Regions from separate parts of the Mus musculus genome. Here all the other regions are linked to region 1. A link is a contact called in public HiChIP or PLAC-seq, Micro-C and promoter capture Hi-C data. All regions are on one chromosome and are shown on one strand. The core of a region is the stretch at or near the end of the contact, and the rest is flanking DNA. Distances in the headings are between cores, read along the strand shown. Region 1 holds the start of Trpc3 (transient receptor potential cation channel, subfamily C, member 3). Region 2 holds the start of Fgf2os (a long non-coding RNA gene). Region 3 holds the start of Nudt6 (nudix (nucleoside diphosphate linked moiety X)-type motif 6). Region 4 has its middle 20 kb from the start of Gm12532.

Region 1 (4,408 bases), core at 1,120-3,619:
AACATAGACCAAACAAATACGCAACAGAATGTGTGTGTGCACGCGTATGCATGAGGTATGTGATGCGCGCGCGTGTGTGTGTGTGTGTGTGTCTGTGTTTGTGTGCATACTCATGTTTGCTTCTGTTACTAAACTAGAAGACGGATTAGGAGTGGAGAAGAAGAAATCTTCATGGAAGAGGGAAATATAGTAATGAAATACATCCAGTATGTAGAGGGGAAACTAGGGGAAGGAAGAGAAGCAGAGGAGAGGGCGGCACAGGAGAGAGTAGTGGGAGAGGAAAGGATGGTAAAGAAGGTAAGATACTATGAGGAAGCACATTACTTGTAAGCTAACCTACCACATTGGCGACAGGACTTTGAAAGAAAGTGGGTCCTATTCTTAGGATTCTACTGAGTATTAAGCTCAGCTGTGCCACTGCAGTTATGAATGTGACCCTGGGCTGGCTCTGCTAAGTTGTTGACTGGCTATGCCACTCTACATACTGACTCCAAGGCTGTTCTGCTCACCTTTCAACAGTGATGCAGAGACATCGTGGCTTTACCCTATTCAACACCATAGGAGGAACGGAACTACTCTCTGCTGCAGGTAGCAAGACAGCTTCTGATGTCACCAAGTGTCAAATAAATGGAAAGGGGGTGATCCATGAAGTGACCCAGCCCTCTCGACTTTAAAAATAAAGACCACACACTTGTTGCACGGTGTAAAGTCACCAGATGTGGCAGAGGAGTGACCTCAGCAGTCAGGTAGTGAGCCTCTGGTAGAACTCACTCCCGGGCTTTGTGTAACTGACTTCAAACTTCAGAAGGGAGAGCCATAATTTCGAATCTACCTTACTTCCACAGATAATCAAGTTCCCTATGTACCAGTTATTTAAGGTAATAGAAGAATTTCATAAAAATCAAGAAACTATACAAGTTCATAAAACCCAGTTTATGGGTTTTATGGAAACAGAAATAAAGCGGATAGTGTGAAACTTTAGAGGGTGGAAGTGAGCTGACAGGGATGTAATACCAAAGGATGAGCCTTCTCTCCATTTCCGGGGCCATTTCCATGTCCATTCACAGTCTCTGACTTCCTCCCGGGTGCGTAGCAGATTTTAAATCAGGACCCTTCCGGAATGATTGCTGTTTATGTTCCCTGCCAGCCTATTAAGTCCAGTCTGGCCTGGCCTGAGTTCTCCACCGGTCCAACCTCCCCAAGCCACAGATCCTGCAGCAGACAGACTTTGGGCAGCAGGCGGCGCTGCAGAGCCCGTCCCCCCGACAGGAAAGCCACAAGCCCACTGGCCCGGAGGAGCCACGACCGAAATGGGTCCCCACGTCCCAACCCCTTCCTCTCAGGACACTCTTCCCGCACGCGCAGCGCATCGCCGAGGGAAGTAGAGCAGTGCCCTCAGCATCTTTGCCTCTGGAAGCTGGCCCGGCGCTGTATTGTTCGAATGAACAGGTTCTTTTCTCAATCATTTGGTTGCTAACTGCTACTTTTGCAGAGGAAAAGAGAAACAACAGAGACGTGGAGAAGGAAAAAGTCAGAACTGGAGGGAAGGGGGAAGAGTCACCGGCCCTGAGCCTTCTGGGACCCATCGTCCAAGTTGGCCCTAAGAGACTGACTGTCAGAGCCACTGCCCTCGGGTTTGGGTGTGAGCACGCACACCTACAGGGAAGCTTTCATCTCACTCAGTGCACCCCGCACAGCACTGTGCCCCGCTGAGCCCCGTCCTCCAGCCTCCACGGCGAGCTGGAGAGGCATAGGGGGACCAGCCGCAGGTCCTGTGCACACAAAACGGTCCAGGACCTCCGGGTAGCTCCGGGTTCGAGTCCCAAATCCTAGCCCAGGTGGCCTCGTTCTCTCTCCCCGAGCCCCGCCGTCGGTGATGGTCCACGGGCAGTGCATGCATGCACGTGAGCCTGGCCCGGCCCCGCTTAGCGCCGCGCTTAACCAGTCCGGATCCCGAGCCTGGTCCCACCCGCCCCGCTCGGCCGCGCTCGGGTACTCACGCGTCGGGCCCCGGGGACGGCGGCGCGCGCGGGCAGGGCGGCTCCAGCCCGCCGTTGACGCCCCTCCAGCCCCGGCGGCGGCGCTGCGACTCGCCTCCCTCGGCCTCGCCATCCTCCTCCTCCTCCGGAGCGGGCAAGGTCACCCTCGCGGGCTCCCGGCACTTCTTGACCTTGGTGGACATAGCGGCCAAGCTCCCTGCCGCCCGCAGTCAGCAGCCCAGCTGCCCCGGGTCAAGCACCGGGCCCGCGGAGCTGGGGACGCCCGGGCGGAGCGCGCGACCTGCAGCGGAGCTTGGGGTCCGCGGCCGCGCTGCCGGCTGTGCGCGGTCTGCCGGCCCGACAGCATCGCGGCGAGACGGCGCGGTTTCCCTGCGAGGAGAGGGAGGAGGGGGGAGGAAGGAGGGATGGGAGGAGGGGAGACCAGTCCCTCGCAGACAGCGCTGTGCAGGAATCAGACAAACCAGCAGGTGGGGAGCTGAGAAACAGCAGAAACTTCCCTCCACCCTCCTTTTTTACCAGAGACCCAGAACCCTCATGCATCTGTAGACACAAGTGTCCTAGGAAAGGAAATGGAATACTCGACCTGTTAGGTTTTTTTAATGCACGCTCAGCTATCTAGATTTTTCAAAGCAAAGCATTGCTAGTTTCCCATTGTCAGGCTTAGCAGAATCCACAGGGGTTTAAGTGCGGTTCCTGGGTCCCTGTGCCTCACAGCCAGTCAATTTCTAAACGTGTGGGATGCTAACTCGAGTTCTGTACTTTTCAAGAAGCGTTTTTCAAGGGAGAAAATTGTTCGTTTTTTGTTTGTTTGTTTTTGAGACAAGGTCTTATTCTGTGGCCCAGGATGGCATGGAAGTCAGCATCTGGCACAGGCTGGTCCACACCTCACAGCAATTCTTCCGTTTCGGCCTCCATAAATTACAGCAGCAGGTGCACATATGTGTGCTGGGGTGTGAGAGACCAGAGGTCAAACTCTGCTAGTCTTCCTTAGGTCATCCACCTTGGTTTTTGTTTGTTTGTTTTGTTTTTATTTTTTTGAGACAGAAGCTTTTTCTGGAACCTAGGGGTTCCTGGATTAGACTAGACTAGGTTGTGGGCCAGCAAGCCACAAATCTGTCTATCTCTACCTCCCCAGCTTGTGCCAACACAGAAGGTTTTAAAGAGGGTGCAGGGAATGGAACTTGCCCCTCCTCCATTATTTTTAAAACTTAAGGGAATGCACTTTGAAATTCAAGGTCACTCAAATTTCGGGGATGAAGGGTTACAGAGTATGATCAATGAGAATTTTAGGGAGCAGAGAACCGAGGTGTAACTCCACTCAGACCCAAACAGTATTCAAGACTTTCTGTTACGTCAGTCAGGCAGATGCCTTCGCAAAGGCATACTGGGAAAATCACAGAAATACCAGCTGAGCTCGGTTAAGACAAGGGAGGTTAGTTCACTGCTAGCATTATTTAGTGGCTACTGTGCTTCATGGAGAAATGGTTCTCTCCGAACTCAAGACACAAAAGTACGGAACTGTGGCTCCCTTTCGCGTAGCTCTTCAAACGCACATAAAGTGCTGTGGATCCCTTGCACTGGCAGTATGCAAGCAAAGGTTCAAGGAAGCACTGGCGTTTTTTGATCCCTGCTTCGGGAAGATGGGAACGTTTGGAAATTGCTTCATGTGCTACTTCATAGGAAAGTGTTAATTTCCACAACCGAGTTACCAGATCCCCTTTGATTCCATCTTTGAAGAGACTTCACAGAAGACCCCCTGTGCACTTCAGTAGCTCTACCTCCAGCCAGGCTCTCGTGGTCCTCCCGGCTTCTGTAGCATACCTCTTCCCTAAGATGGAGATTTTGTTCAAACAAAGTCTGATCATGACTGTTCTCTATTAAAACCAACAAACAAGCAAACAAACAAAACAAACCCACTGGTGACTCCTGCTTTCATTTTAAAAATCCAAATCTGTCGTGTGTCTTAGGGTTTTATTGCTGTGAACAGACACCATGACCAAGGCAACTCTTACAAGGATAACATTTAATTGGGGCTGGCTTACAGGTTCAGAGGTTCAGTCCATTATCATCAAGGTGGGAACATGGCAGCATCCAGGCAGGCATGGTGCAGGAGGAACTGAGAGTTCTACATCTTCATCTGAAGGCTGCCAGCAGAATACTGGCTTCCAGGCAGCTAGGATGAGGGTTTTATAGCCACACCCACAGTGACACACCCACTCCAACAAGGCCACACCTACTTCATACAAACCATCACATTATGCAAGCCTTCTGTGACTTGACCCTAACTCTCCAGCGTCTTCTCTTGCTCTGCATAATGGACACATCTGTACGTAACTCCTGTCCTGTACCACCAACATCAAGGTCACTTTCCCGTTTCCCTGTCTCTGTGTCATTTACCTACACTGAAC
Region 2 (4,419 bases), core at 1,568-4,067, 660 kb after region 1:
TTGAGGGCACCTCAGCATCTTAAGAAAACAGCATTAAAGAAAAAAGTAGGGCTGGACGGTGGCACAGGCCTTGAATCACAGCACTGGAGGCAAAGGCAGGTGGATCTCTGAATTGGAGGCCAGCCTGGCCTACAGAGTGAGTTCTAGGACTGCTACCACAGAGAAACCCTGTCTAGAAACACCAGAGAGGGGGAGGAAGAGTGGGGGAGGGGAAGAGAGAGGAGGAAGGTGAGGGAGAGAGAAGGGTGAGGGAGAGAGAAGGGTGAGGGAGAGAGGTGGGGAGGCAGGACGGTTGCTCTCAGACCCCTTAGTCTTCTCTTACTGAGGATACAAAGCCCACATTTGAGAAGTGCCCACCATATACTTACAGGTCAGGGAGTTCCCATCTCTGAAGACAGAGACACAGAATCAGAACAACCAAGACTTACTAAGTTCCTCACACCAGTTTCTGCCCATTAGCTGGCACCCTCTTCAAAAACCATTCTCTACAATTAAACACATCCTCTTCCAACTTGACTGAAAACACACAGGTCTCTGTGTGGCTTTTAGGTCTTTATTTCCTTTCAAGGATTCCAGGTTTACATTAAATAAGTTAGTATCTTTTCATGTTAATTTGTCTCATGCTGTAAAGACTTTGGCTATGAACCTAGCAGGAGGCAAGAGGAAAACGAATATGCACACAACACACACTCCTCTGCTTGGTACACAACGGAGAAAAGGCTTGGTCTTCCAGCTTTGGAGAATTTGCTAACGCCCACCACACAGAGTGAAGACCTCTGAGAAGACTGAAGACGATAAGTAGATGCCCTTCAGGATGACCTACAGCTAACTCATAGTGACACTTCTAGAAGCTTCCCTAAATCTACATTTCTCCTCCCCCCCCCCGACCCCCCGCAGTGAGGTACTCCTGTGGTGTGTGACTCTTCAGAGCAGTTCTCTTGGTCACCCTCCTGGCCTTAACCCTTTCTGTCGCGGTGCCTCTCCGCAGAGCCTTGGAGCACAGAGCATTGATGTGTGCAGGTTTTCCAAATGGTAGTTTGGCAAACACCCTCACTGTAGAGGTGCACCCCCACAGGTAGGGGAGAAAAGCTATCTAGTTTCAGGACAGAGGTGCAGACAATCTATTGGGGTCAAGCCTATTGGGGTCGACTGAAAATTGCCAACTGCAATTAACTGCAATTTTGTGAGACTCGGTTCTTTCCAAGAAACATCTAACAACTGAGGCAGGGCAAGCGCCAGTTCTGGGCTCTTACGTGTTGAGGACTCAAGCGGTTTTCATCTTCCCACGCTGTCTCGGGCTGGGTGCCCAGAAAGGAAACCCAGGCACCCCATTGCAGGCCTCTGTCTCCCGCACCCTATCCTTACACAGCTTGTGCTCTACGGGACTGGAGATTTCCAAAGCCTGACTTGATCCCTCCCCAGTTCAGACCCTCTGTTAAAAGGCAGGAGCGGAGAAAGTTAGAAACTTGCATTTAAACTTTAGGAGCTGCGTCACCGCAGTCTCCTGGAGAAAGCTCTGCCTAGCGGGACAGATTCTTTGCAACTTGGAGGCGCCGGGCGTGGGGAGGAGGCGGCGCGCGGGGCGGGGGCGCACGGGGCCGGGGTGCAGGCGGGGACGCGGGGTGACGCGGCCCCGGGCCGTTGTACACTCAAGGGGCTCTCTCGGCTTCAGGAAGAGTCCGGCTGCACTGGGCTGGGAGCCCGGCGGGACACGGACTGGGAGGCTGGCAGCCCGCGGGCGAGCCGCGCTGGGGGGCCGAGGCCGGGGTCGGGGCCGGGGAGCCCCAAGAGCTGCCACAGCGGGGTCCCGGGGCCGCGGAAGGGCCATGGCTGCCAGCGGCATCACCTCGCTTCCCGCACTGCCGGAGGACGGCGGCGCCGCCTTCCCACCAGGCCACTTCAAGGACCCCAAGCGGCTCTACTGCAAGAACGGCGGCTTCTTCCTGCGCATCCATCCCGACGGCCGCGTGGATGGCGTCCGCGAGAAGAGCGACCCACACGGTGAGTTGCCACTTCCCACCCGCGTGCATGGTCTAGACCACACTGCTCCCTCGCCCCCGGGGACTTGGGACACTAAGACGCGGCCCCTAGGCACCGTGGACCCAGGGGTACAGGAAAGCAGCTTCATTCCTGTGTCCTCCTCAGGAATAGGGTCCCCGCACTGCACCTCTCCCCACCCAACCCCACCTCCGCCCCTGCCGCAACTCCAGGTGGGCTGGTCTCTCAGAGGCCACCTGTTGCATCCTGGATGCCAGGATGCTTGAGACAAGGGACCCGAGGCTCTTGGGGGTTGGAGGTAGGCGTGTCTCAACCAGGGCTCTGGAGCTCCTTGGCATCCTGCAGTCACCCACGGAAACAGAGGCAGGATGAAATGTTCTTCAGCTGAAACCCCCGCCCTTCAACTCTGACTTGGTGACAAACCACAGGGATGCGGCCCTTCCTCTCACAGCTATCACATTCTCCACCCACCCAGTGTCTCCAAGTTACTCCAAAGAGGAAAGCTAAGGGAGCCAAAACAGACAAGAGACTAGCAAACCAACCTGTGACTTCCTTAGTAAAGCAGGGCAGACCTTGTTTCAGTGTGAAGTGCAGATCCCTTGATAGCACTGAAGTGGGGGAACCTACCTTGCAGGTACCTTGAGGGCGAGATAAGAATTACAGCTTGGATTTTGTCATAGAAATATATCCAGTCATGGATATAGGTCGGGAAACAATCCTCTCCTAAATCAGTAGGCTCAACTTTAAGGGCTCCTAGACGTCACCTGCAGCGTTTGCTGTCACAGATTGGACCCAGCCTCCTGAGGCAGGGAGGAAACACCCGCCATTTCTGAGTTTCTATTCTAAATGCTTGTCTGGGGACCACACTTGAAGAGCCACTAGCTACAAAAGGCCCAAGTGGGCTGGCTATTTTAATGTCTCTAAGTATTGGAGGTGAGAGAGACCGCATGAGTGAGCTTGGTTAAAACATCTGCTTTAAAGTCTGCATTCATTTTTAAGGGTTCAGATGGGGTCCGACTTTTTTTTTTTCTTTTTGCATGCGAGAAGGTGTTCCGGGGGCCTGAGGTCTTCCATCCAGCAACTCTGTCTTTAAGATGCACAGGGAATTCTAGTCACTATGTAAGAAGCATAAAGACCAGAAGCCCCACGAACAAAAAAAGGTGCCTTGTGAATGTGACATACAGCTTGATATTTGCTGAGTATATTTAAAGCATAGTAGGAAATTTAACTGACATAAAATATAAAAACTGTACATATTAATGAAATAGAGTGATTTTTCAATACACCGTATGATGTTTAAGCGGGTTTGAAAATACCTATCTCATGGCTTACAATTTTAACAGCAAAACTTTACCTGGATGCTTTCCTCTCCTTTTAAAATGTAGCACGGTGTTTTCTATTGTTACTGCTGGTATCACTGCTGTGATCTCACAGCAAAATATCTTGTCGCTACTTCTTGTTTCCTGAGTCCAGAGCACTAAGAGATTATGTGTCTATTATTTGTTTCGGGCCTGCTGGAATTTAGAAAACCTTATCAACTGAAAACACGTTTGAAAGCTATCCTATGAGCCAGCACCATTTCTCTATTCTACTGGGGAGTAGAAGTTAAAAGATGTGTCTTTGTCTCTGAGCTTCATCTGCTGTTGTCTCAGCTGCTAGGGCAAGCTGATATGTGTCTCGAGTGCTTTTATTCTTTGCTGAAGCACACACTGTTTGAAGAGCTTGTTTCCCGACTAGGGGCAGACGAGGGGCAGAAAAGCATCTCCCAGTCTAGGTTTTGTTTGGAACTCTACCTGATGCTTTTGTCTTTGCGTGATGCGTTAGTTGCAGAATTATATCTTCTTTGAAGCCTTTTGCCTTATAATAAGCCAGAGCTGAGTGGGGGATAATTCTGAACTGCATAATATACTGCCACCCTGTAAAAACAGTGTGCATCTTCCCAAATATCATGTGGGTTTTAATTATTGTTGTTCTTCCTCTCCTCCTCTTCTTCCCCTTCCTCCTCCTCCTGTTCCTCCTTCTTTTTGATAGGACCTCCCTATGTAACCCAGGCTGGTTTCTTTTCTTTTTTTATTAGATATTTTCTTTATTTACATTTCAAATGTTATCCCCTTTTTAGGTCCCCCCTCTGAAAACTCCCTGTCCTATCCTCCTCCCCCTGTTTCTATGAGGGTGCTCTTCCACCCACCCAGTCCCACCTCATCACCCTAGTATTCCCCTATACTGGGGCATGGAACCTTCACAGGACTAAGGGCCTCTCTTCCCATTGATGTCCAATAAGGCCATCCTCTGCTACATATGTGACTGGAGCCATGGGTCCCTCCGTGTGTACTCGTTGGTTGGTGGTTTAGTCCCTGAGAGCTCTGGGGGTATTGGTTGGTTCATATTGTTGTTCCTCCTATGGGGCTGCAAACCCCTTCA
Region 3 (3,964 bases), core at 1,407-3,906, 730 kb after region 1:
GGTTTTCTGTGAAATGCATGGTCCCGACCTCTCTGCATTGCTATAGCCCAGTTGTTTATGTGATTCTCCACCCACCACAGCACTGGTGTTTATAAGCAAACCACCCAAATGCAGGCCCAGCACATAGCAGGTGTTCAGGCACTGTAGAACGGACAAAAGAAGCGGAATCACATGCAGTTCTGGCGCTTCCTTCTTCTTTCCAGAGCTGCATATGCTATAGGGTACTCTACCATGGAGCCAAATCCCCAGCCCACTCTATTTCTCTTAATGCCATTGACTTTAATCTTCACAAATGATGATGAAAGGTGTATTTACTCCTATGGAAAAGTTCTGATGTTATTCTTGGTTTATAAGAATAGAAATTAAAAAAAAAAAGTCAGAACTATCCTGACGTATTACTAGCCTGAAGAGAGGAATATTTTTTGTGATATTTGCATTAACATGTCTATATCTTATATTGTACCTTTTATAATACATTATATATTAAGTAGTCTATCATTAAAATTCCTTCAATGAAAGTGGATTCCTCAATAGCAGTAGCATCCCTTATGCATCCTACAAGCTAATCAGCCAACTTCTACTCTACACATTTGTTTACATTATTAAAAGCAATTTTCCTTTTTTTCCCTCTAGTAATGTGGCTTTCCCTCCTTTCCCTGTGTTCATAGCTTGTATGAGCTCCTAGAAGCTCAACCTCTTCAACAGTTTTTCCTAACTACTGCTCATGCGCTACTATTATGTGAGCTTAAGGCCATATGATGTCTGTGTGATTTATTAGAACATACCATGTTCTAATACTAGACAGCATCTACTAACTAGTTTTCTAATGCTAGTTAAGATGTCATGGATTTGCAATTCTAGAAGCAGGGGTATTTCACTGCCAGGGCAAACTCTATGTGATTCCAGGCAAGGTAATTACCTCTGTAATCCTGGAAGCGAGGCAGGGGTGGGTCATGAGTTTGTAGTCAGCTTGAGCTATCTATAACATTTACCTATCTCAAAATCCCTCTGCCAAGGAAGTATTCTATGTAGGGCTAAGTATACTATAATCCTACTATCTGAGTTATGTAAAAGCAGTGGTAAATAGTGACCTTCATATGCAATATGCTTTAACAGCCTTTACTAACTCATTACAGACAACATCTAATCTCCTTAAAGAGACATCGAATCAGGCTTTCTCCTCAGATAAGCTCCTGTTTACAGGAACTGCCAACTAGTTTGGTTTAATTCCATCACAACAGAACTATTGGAAGCTCAAGAACAGTGTGAAGAAAGCAAAGACCAGAGCCAGAGGGAGGTACCCGTTGTCTCTGGGCCTTGGCACCATCATCCTTCAACTGGGCAGAGCATGTACTTCCAGGTTATGGAGATGAGATACATTCCTAGTTGTTAGATTCTTAAAACAATGTCTAATACTTGATAATGACAGTGAAATGTTTTATTAAAGGGGTCTCATTCAGCGTGTCTTTGATCACACTTATCCAGTATTCAGAGCTGGCTAGCATTAGAAGTCTTTTTAGTGGTCATTTGATTAATGAATACCTGGAAAAGTTCGTAACACAATCTTGAACTCGAACCTTGGACTTGTTTCAAGATCCAATACACTTCTGGAGTGGTGCTTAGATTATCATCTCCCACTGGGAAAAACTATCTAAGTATGGCAAATGCCTGTGCCCATCCATATACGTGCACATATCAGAGGATGAACTGATTCGATTCTCCTACTGGTGAAAGTGTTGAAGTCTAAGCACTTATAAGCAGGAGAGATGATGTTAAATAGCCTTGTTTGAAGATTAAACAGCATTAGAGTCGCTAACTTGCCGTGTTTGTTGCTCACAGAATAAAGATCATTTGTGGTTTCCTGGTTATGTGAAAGGATCTTTTCCATTCCATGCTAAATTTCCATGCTATGCCTTCAGTTTGAAAAACAGGCTGTTCTAACAAATCAGACACTTATCCCAAAGTGAGGGGGACTCCTTCACACAAGCATCCTTTCAGATAACTGGGTTCACCGTTCAAAGCCAGTGATGTACCAGTGATGTGTTCCTACTGAAAACTGCAAAGCTCTGTGGGTAGATGCAAGCACTGGCACCCATCCCGGTTAGGAAACCGTTTTGCTTGGCAAAGCATGTGGCAGAATCCAAGTAGCAGCAAAACTAAGGTTGCAAGGTAGCACACAGTGAGGCTGTCAGTGTTTACTAAGAGTTAAAGGCGTGGCCGACACCGTGCTAGGCGCTGCGAATCCCGTGTCAGTCTCAGGGGCAAGCATTCAGGGTTCGGGCCGGGACGTGGCTGAGGGCACTTCCAGGTCACAGCGAGAGGACCGCTGGGTGTCCTTTCAGCTTTCACCTCAGAGCCCACACGCTCCGCCCTGGTTTCCGGGGCCCGAGACCCGCACTTGCCCTGCAAGAGCCTCCGGAAGGCGGCGGCATCCAGCCCGTGCAACGTATGGTGCCGCGACAAGTGCACCGAGACGCCCCCAAATCTGTCCAGCTCGCCTTGTAGCTCGGCCCCGCAGGAGCCCGGGGTCTCCAGGCCGCCCGAGGCTGTGCGCCGCCCCGGCCGGAGCCTGGCTCCGCCCGCGTAAAGCAATGTGGAGAACCAGTAGCGGGTCCTCCTCACCCACCACATGGCTGCACCTAGCCTTTCCGTTCTCCCCTTCCCGCCCCGCCCACATCGCCTGACGTAGCATCTCTTCCCTGTCGCACGCCCCGCCCCTTCCAGCCCTGCCCGGTCTACCACGCCAGACGTAGCCTGGTCTCATCCTGGGCGCACGCCCCGCCCCTTCCCGCCCCGCCCACATCGCCTGACGTAGCCTTGTCTCCTCCAGGGAGCACGCCCCGCCCCTTCCCGCCCCACTCTCGTGACCCCGTGCAACCTCACCTCTTTCCGGCGATCGCCCCGCCCCATCTCGCGGCGAACACTCTCAGGCCTCTTCCGGAGCTCGCTCCGCCCCTTTTCGCTGGGAGGAGGGCCGACCGTAAACTCTCGAAACGTGTCTCCACCCGCTAAGCTTGAGCTGGACTTGCCATTTGGTAGAGCTTAGTGGAGCTGACTGTCCTCGACGGGTCTGGAACAGAGAGGAGAAACTTTCGGATTTTGTTGTTGTTACTTTAAGCCCAACCACATTCGCTTCGGGACTAGGCAAAGCAGCGGAACAGCCGAAGTCCACTTTTCAAGGGTTCATAACGTCAACGGCGGTGCCTACGCCTAGCCCTTCTTTCTTTCCGAAACGGTGTCTTGCGAGACCCTCGCTCTCCGCCTCCGCCTCGTGGGTGGCGCTTCTACGCGGAGCATTACGGCGTGCGCGCCGCGCCGCTGACCTCTGACCCGGAAGTTTGATCCCCGTGCCGCGCACGTTGAGCCGGCTCGGGGCTGCTTTTCTCCGACAGCCTGCGGTCATGTCTTCCAAGAAGAACCGAAAGCGGCAGAAGGAGGGCGCGGAGGGCGCCTCGCCCTCGCTCTCTGCGGCTCCGTCCCGCTCAGGGACCTCGACTCCTTTCGCCCAGCCGAGCCCGGCGGCGCCGGGGATGCTGGTGGTGACCAACTTCCTTGAGAAAGGTGAGGAAAGCGCGGGCAGCCGCGGGGCTGAGGCGCCTGAGGGGAGCGCGGCGTGTGGAGGTGGGCGTGACGCGGGAGCCCGCGGACCGCCAGGCGGCCCGGCCCGAGGCGCCCGCCCGGCCCTCTTTGCAAAAAGTTGAGGATTGCCTTTTTACTTTTTCCTCTTTCATACGTACTTCGGGAGCACTGGCGATGGCGTACGCCACGGGACCTTGACTAGCAACCCTCGAGGTGGCCTTGGCTCCTTGGAGACTCACTGTCCAGTCAGCCCGGCAAAAACGGTTCTTACCTAGTGAGCCTAGCCTGCGCTCAAACGCTAACTTGTGACGATGAACGCGTACTGCCTAACAGCGCTCTGGCTGTAGGGACAACGGCAGCGTTTAGTTACTGCTGTTGACTAGTC
Region 4 (4,267 bases), core at 808-3,307, 510 kb after region 1:
TTTCTCGGTGATTATCATATCACAATCAAGGCAGTATCGTGTATCTGTGTCCACTCTTCTGAAACTATCTACCATCCTGAGCCAACTGTTAAAGGCTTTGAGGATTCTCCCTGTTGTAAACTTAATAATTAGCAAACTTCTGACAGGATTGAGGGCTATACTGATTGGTTATAACTGAATAGGATTTAATGACAGTAGTAAAAATCATATTAAAACAGGATAGAAATGAAAATCTTAAGCTGGCTGTCAGGCATGGGAATTGCTAAACTGTGAAGCTAGGGGCTGGCTGGCGCACTTTGGTCTATAGAGCTAAAGTCAGGTGGACTATTGATCGATCTTTAGGAACCACAATAATGACTTGTGCGCTCCCACTGTTGAAGGTGATGGCTGTAGACTGCACTGGCAGCAGGAATCGTGTGTTTAATTTGATGAGCACAGGGCCAGACTTCCTGCTTGCTGTTGGAAGTCATGAGGCAGGACTTCCTATGTGGCCCAGTGCTCTCAGCAGTCACTTGTGGCAGCTGTCACTTGTGGCGTGTGGCACTGCTAGCCTTTACTTTACAAACCCCCAGCAGAGAGGGAGAGGGAAAGAGAAGGAGAAAGGGAGAAAGGGAGGGAACCCCTTGAGTGTGCAGGAAGGTGGGGAGATAGACACATGATCAGGGATTGGTGGAGTGTGAGCGGGCTGAGGAAGACAGTGAGACAGACTCAGAGCTGAGAGTAAGAGTGGGGGAGGGCAGCAGAGTCCCTGGCAGGAGACAGAGCCAGACCTGCCTTTCAGGCAAACTGGCTGGACTAGTAGTTGCAGCAGGCTGCAAATGAGAGAGGGGGAGGGGAAAGTTTGCCACATGGATCATTAGCAAGAAAGTGCCAGTTTAGTGTTGATGTAGAGATATTGTTTTAGACCAAGACATCCCATTAAGTAGGGACCAGGCAGAGAAATACTGACCCCTGGGCGAGAGAATAGGGTTATTAGCTGCCCCTACCAGTGTCCTGAGGACATTAACAACCTAAGAGAGATTCTAGCACAGGCCAGACCACCAGGTCGACTTGTGATGGCTGGGGGCTAACGCTCAGAGCCTGTGCTCTTGAGCCAGTTCATCCAAACCCAGGAATTTCTCAGCTTCGAGAAACTGTCTACAAGGAGAGGGAAATCTCACCCAAGGGAAAAAGTCCTAAAACGAGGGTCAGGGAAAAACTGAATGTCTTCCATCCTCAAGGACAACACAGGGGTAGCTCCGAGCTCAGGAACTCTCCCCTGGGACCATGCAGATGGGAAGGGATGGGGGCTTACCAGTTCTGGGCTAGCAAGCGTGGATCTCTTGTGGTGACTGAGGTGGGATGTCTCAGTGGGCCCATACTGAGGCATCCCTTCCCCATGAGGGACCAGCCACACAATAGTATAGTATAGAATAGAGTTTATTCAGGGCATGGGAAGGGGAGTTAAGAGGGTAGTAGAGGCAGAGAAAGGCAGAGAGAGGGAGAGAGTAAAGAAGTAGAAGCTGGCCATGGCCATGGGCATGTGGAGAGAGGGGGAAGGGAAGAGCCCAAGATGGCAAGAGAGAAGCAAGCAGTAAGCAAGAGTAAGAGAGGGAGGAGGGGGGCAAGCAGCCCCTTCTATAGTAGGTCAGGCCTAACTGGCTGTTGCCAGGTAACTGTGGGGATGGAGTTTAGATACAATGCTAACTAACCTGCCATTAAACTATATATGGATCTCCTTATTCCCAAGTTTTTGGTGGCAAAACTCAATCTATCTGCCTAATGGCTTCATTCTACTGATATCAGGCTCCCTTGGGAACTCACAGTAGAGCTGGGCTGAAGGGACCCAGGACACAGCCCCAGAGCAAGAGCCATATGAGCAGGGAGGAAAAATACAAATTATACTCAACACTCAGAGGCAGAGCTAAATCCTGCTTTTCTTTACTTTGTTCTGGGTGCACACCCTATCCCCAGAGCCGGTGATATAGTAAAGGATCCAGACCCAGACACGGCCCGGTGGCTGTCAATCACACCAGCTACACTCAAAATCCACTTCCTCACAGAATGCTAGGGGGGGGCGATGATTGAGCTCTGTACTCAGTGTTGTCCTTTCCTCAGGCTGAGATGTACTCTTATGGATGGTCCTGCACATAAGCGTAGGACTAACCTCAGTGCCTGCTGAAGCACGCTCCCTCCCTTCTGCAAACTGTGCAGACCTGGCCTTCCCTGACTCCTCTGCTATTCTAAGCACTTCCTTTCCTTTCAGTTTTAGTGAATCTTTGATGGCGGATTAGATACTAGGGAAACCCTGCTCTACTAGGGCATCCAAGCAACCCTGCTGTGTCTTTCAAATATTTCCTGTTGCTTTTCTGGGGATTCCTCCCTGGTGAGGTCCTTGGTCAGTCTATCCAGGCTTCTTTCGGTAGAACAAAGGCCAGATCCTTAGTTGCTCCTGGCGCCTTCTTATCTAAAAATAGCCTTGCAAACCTGATTTTATCCATTTTCTATAAATTCCCAGGGAGCCCCCGTAGTGCTCCTTAAGGTCTAAGTAATAGTGACAGTTTGCTTTTATGGCTGAGCTGTGGTCATAACGTATTCTCTTTGCCAGCACAATTGGAACAATAAGACATTTACAACCAGTGCGAAAGTCTAGCCCCTGTCATAAGCCAGCCACTTAGAGATCATAATGTCACCTCCATATCCTATAGCTAAAGTCCTCAGGAAACACCCAGCTGTGCCAACTTAGGGGGTCTAACTCCCACTAACTGGGGGACTTGGTCAAATGATATATATGTATACAGAGAATGGATTTTACATTCAGAGGCCTCCTTACTCTGCATATCCTTACAATAGTGCCTGAAACAGATAATTCTAAAAAATACCTCATAATCATAATTGCTTTATGTCTTGTATCCAAAAGAGGCAAATCAAATCAATCAATCTTAATCAAATGCAAGCCTATTTCAGAACGCATGTCGCAGGACCCTGTTAGGTAAGCTGTGGGACTGACGACTTCTTCATGGAAACTCTGGCTTGAATATAGAATTATCTGTAAGGAGGGAGGAAGGAGGACAGAAAAGATCAAGCTCCTGACAGAATAATTTCCCTAAGGACGCACCAAGTCAGATGATTGGTTTCTTCCCCTGCACTGCCCCCTTGTGGTAAAATGTCGTTAGTGTTTTGGTAGAAAGAGGAAGTAAAGGAGACAGCGATGAAGGGAAGTCGGGCTCCAAAGAGGAGCTGCCAGCCTTCAAGGAGCTTGTGGGGAACCCTGCCCTGCCAGAGCTTCCTGTTCTTTGCTTTGTGGCCCTGTGAGAGGCGGCAGCTGCTGCTGCCCCACCCTGACCCTTTCTCTCCTCATCAGATCTGAGCAGCGTAACCAAAGATACATGGCACAGACCTCAGGAGCCCGCAGGAAAGGAGCGCCTTCCTGGAACGGTTTACCTTGCCCAGTCGTCCTGGACGCTCCCAAAGGAGGTTCTGTCGTTGTTAGCGATGTACATCAGTCTCCAGTGAGGCACATAACGCTTCAGTGAACATCTCGTCCAAAGGGACATTTGAAAGAACAAAAGAAGACCAGAAATATTTCTGAAGGAGTAGAAGCTGGGAGGGGACTTTGGGACACTTCTTTCAAGTTTCCTCCTCTGCTAAGAGAAATCTACAAACACAGGGGATTGTGTTATTCGCGTCACTGAGAGCAAGAGGAGAACGTCTGATTTGGGCATAGTATTCCAAGCACAGTTTATCGAAGTAACTGGACTCATAAATACAAAGTTGGAAAGCATCTCATGTGTACTGGGTTCTCCCTGGGAGCAAGTGCCTGTCACTGTCAGGGGAGACCTCTCCTGGAGGGCACAAATACTGCAACGTGTCAGTGATCCAGTTTCAGGAGTGAAAAATAATGTTTTGTGCAAATGCATTAATATTCTTCAAAATCTAGAAAGACATCAGAACTAGGAAGGTAACTATTGAGTGCAAACTAGCTTTTGGATGCCGTATTACTTCTTAATAAAATTTTACTAAAACTACAACCCTGAAAATAAATCAGATACTACAAATATATCCTTGTTTGAAGGCGGTGATAGATACCTGGTACGGACCAGATTGTGTCAGTGAGCAGGATCGACCCTTCCCCAGACACATTTTCAGTCAACACTTTCCTGTTCTGAGATGAGGTCCAAGGAGCGCTGGGTGCTCAGATACACTGGGGCTTTGCTCTGTAAGCAGCCTGTGGTTTCTGGGGTCCCCAGCAGAACCCCAGGGCTCTCTACCCCACATTTTGCTCTGG

What was found. Promoter capture Hi-C pulls out the DNA fragments that hold promoters and counts their contacts. Hi-C and Micro-C count contacts between places; a contact is called where the count stands out from the background. HiChIP or PLAC-seq counts read pairs in DNA pulled down with a chosen protein or histone mark.
Region 2: a Micro-C map of embryonic stem cells shows a contact between it and region 1, with 2.6 times the contacts expected there. The contact joins the promoter of Fgf2os here to the promoter of Trpc3 in region 1. A contact is called at or near these places in 1 of 39 promoter capture datasets (embryonic stem cells), 1 of 484 Hi-C or Micro-C datasets (embryonic stem cells) and 2 of 115 datasets of contacts at active chromatin or transcription factors (embryonic stem cells and stem cell-derived neural progenitor cells).
Region 3: a contact with region 1 is called in a promoter capture Hi-C map of embryonic stem cells, with 3 times the contacts expected there. The contact joins the promoter of Nudt6 here to the promoter of Trpc3 in region 1. A contact is called at or near these places in 8 of 39 promoter capture datasets (embryonic stem cells, frontonasal cranial neural crest, hippocampal neurons and 4 more), 1 of 484 Hi-C or Micro-C datasets (embryonic stem cells) and 1 of 115 datasets of contacts at active chromatin or transcription factors (astrocytes).
Region 4: an H3K4me3 HiChIP or PLAC-seq map of stem cell-derived neural progenitor cells shows a contact between it and region 1, with 8 times the contacts expected there. The contact joins the enhancer-like site here to the promoter of Trpc3 in region 1. A contact is called at or near these places in 13 of 39 promoter capture datasets (cranial neural crest, embryonic stem cells, epiblast stem cells and 7 more), 3 of 15 datasets of contacts at CTCF or cohesin (embryonic stem cells, large pre-B cells and pro-B cells), 25 of 484 Hi-C or Micro-C datasets (the HL-1 cell line, LSK cells, Sertoli cells and 15 more), 11 of 115 datasets of contacts at active chromatin or transcription factors (astrocytes, craniofacial prominence, embryonic forebrain and 6 more) and 1 of 9 other capture datasets (embryonic stem cells).

What each region holds. Positions count from the first base shown.
Region 1 is chr3:36,687,798-36,692,205 of GRCm38.p6, forward strand. It overlaps Trpc3 (transient receptor potential cation channel, subfamily C, member 3), which reads right to left and starts at 2,370. Exons shown (of 12, transcript NM_019510.2): 1 at 2,001-2,370. The coding sequence starts at 2,182.
Region 2 is chr3:37,347,024-37,351,442 of GRCm38.p6, forward strand. Fgf2os (a long non-coding RNA gene) reads right to left here and starts at 2,818. Exons shown (of 4, transcript XR_003954461.1): 1 at 2,626-2,818. Fgf2 (fibroblast growth factor 2) reads left to right here and starts at 1,630. Exons shown (of 3, transcript NM_008006.2): 1 at 1,630-2,001. The coding sequence starts at 1,827.
Region 3 is chr3:37,416,940-37,420,903 of GRCm38.p6, forward strand. It overlaps Nudt6 (nudix (nucleoside diphosphate linked moiety X)-type motif 6), which reads right to left and starts at 2,657. Exons shown (of 5, transcript NM_001291044.1): 1 at 2,403-2,657. The coding sequence starts at 2,631. It overlaps Spata5 (spermatogenesis associated 5), which reads left to right and starts at 3,011. Exons shown (of 16, transcript NM_001163511.2): 1 at 3,011-3,561. The coding sequence starts at 3,402.
Region 4 is chr3:37,200,979-37,205,245 of GRCm38.p6, forward strand. No RefSeq gene overlaps it. Among named protein-coding and RNA genes, the nearest start is that of Gm12532, 20 kb to the left of the region's middle. Within about 2 kb of position 2,058, at least 205 of the 459 cell types and tissues checked have an H3K27ac peak or open chromatin away from gene starts, as enhancers often do. A contact at or near this core is called in the HL-1 cell line, Th1 cells, astrocytes and 10 more, where this site is marked.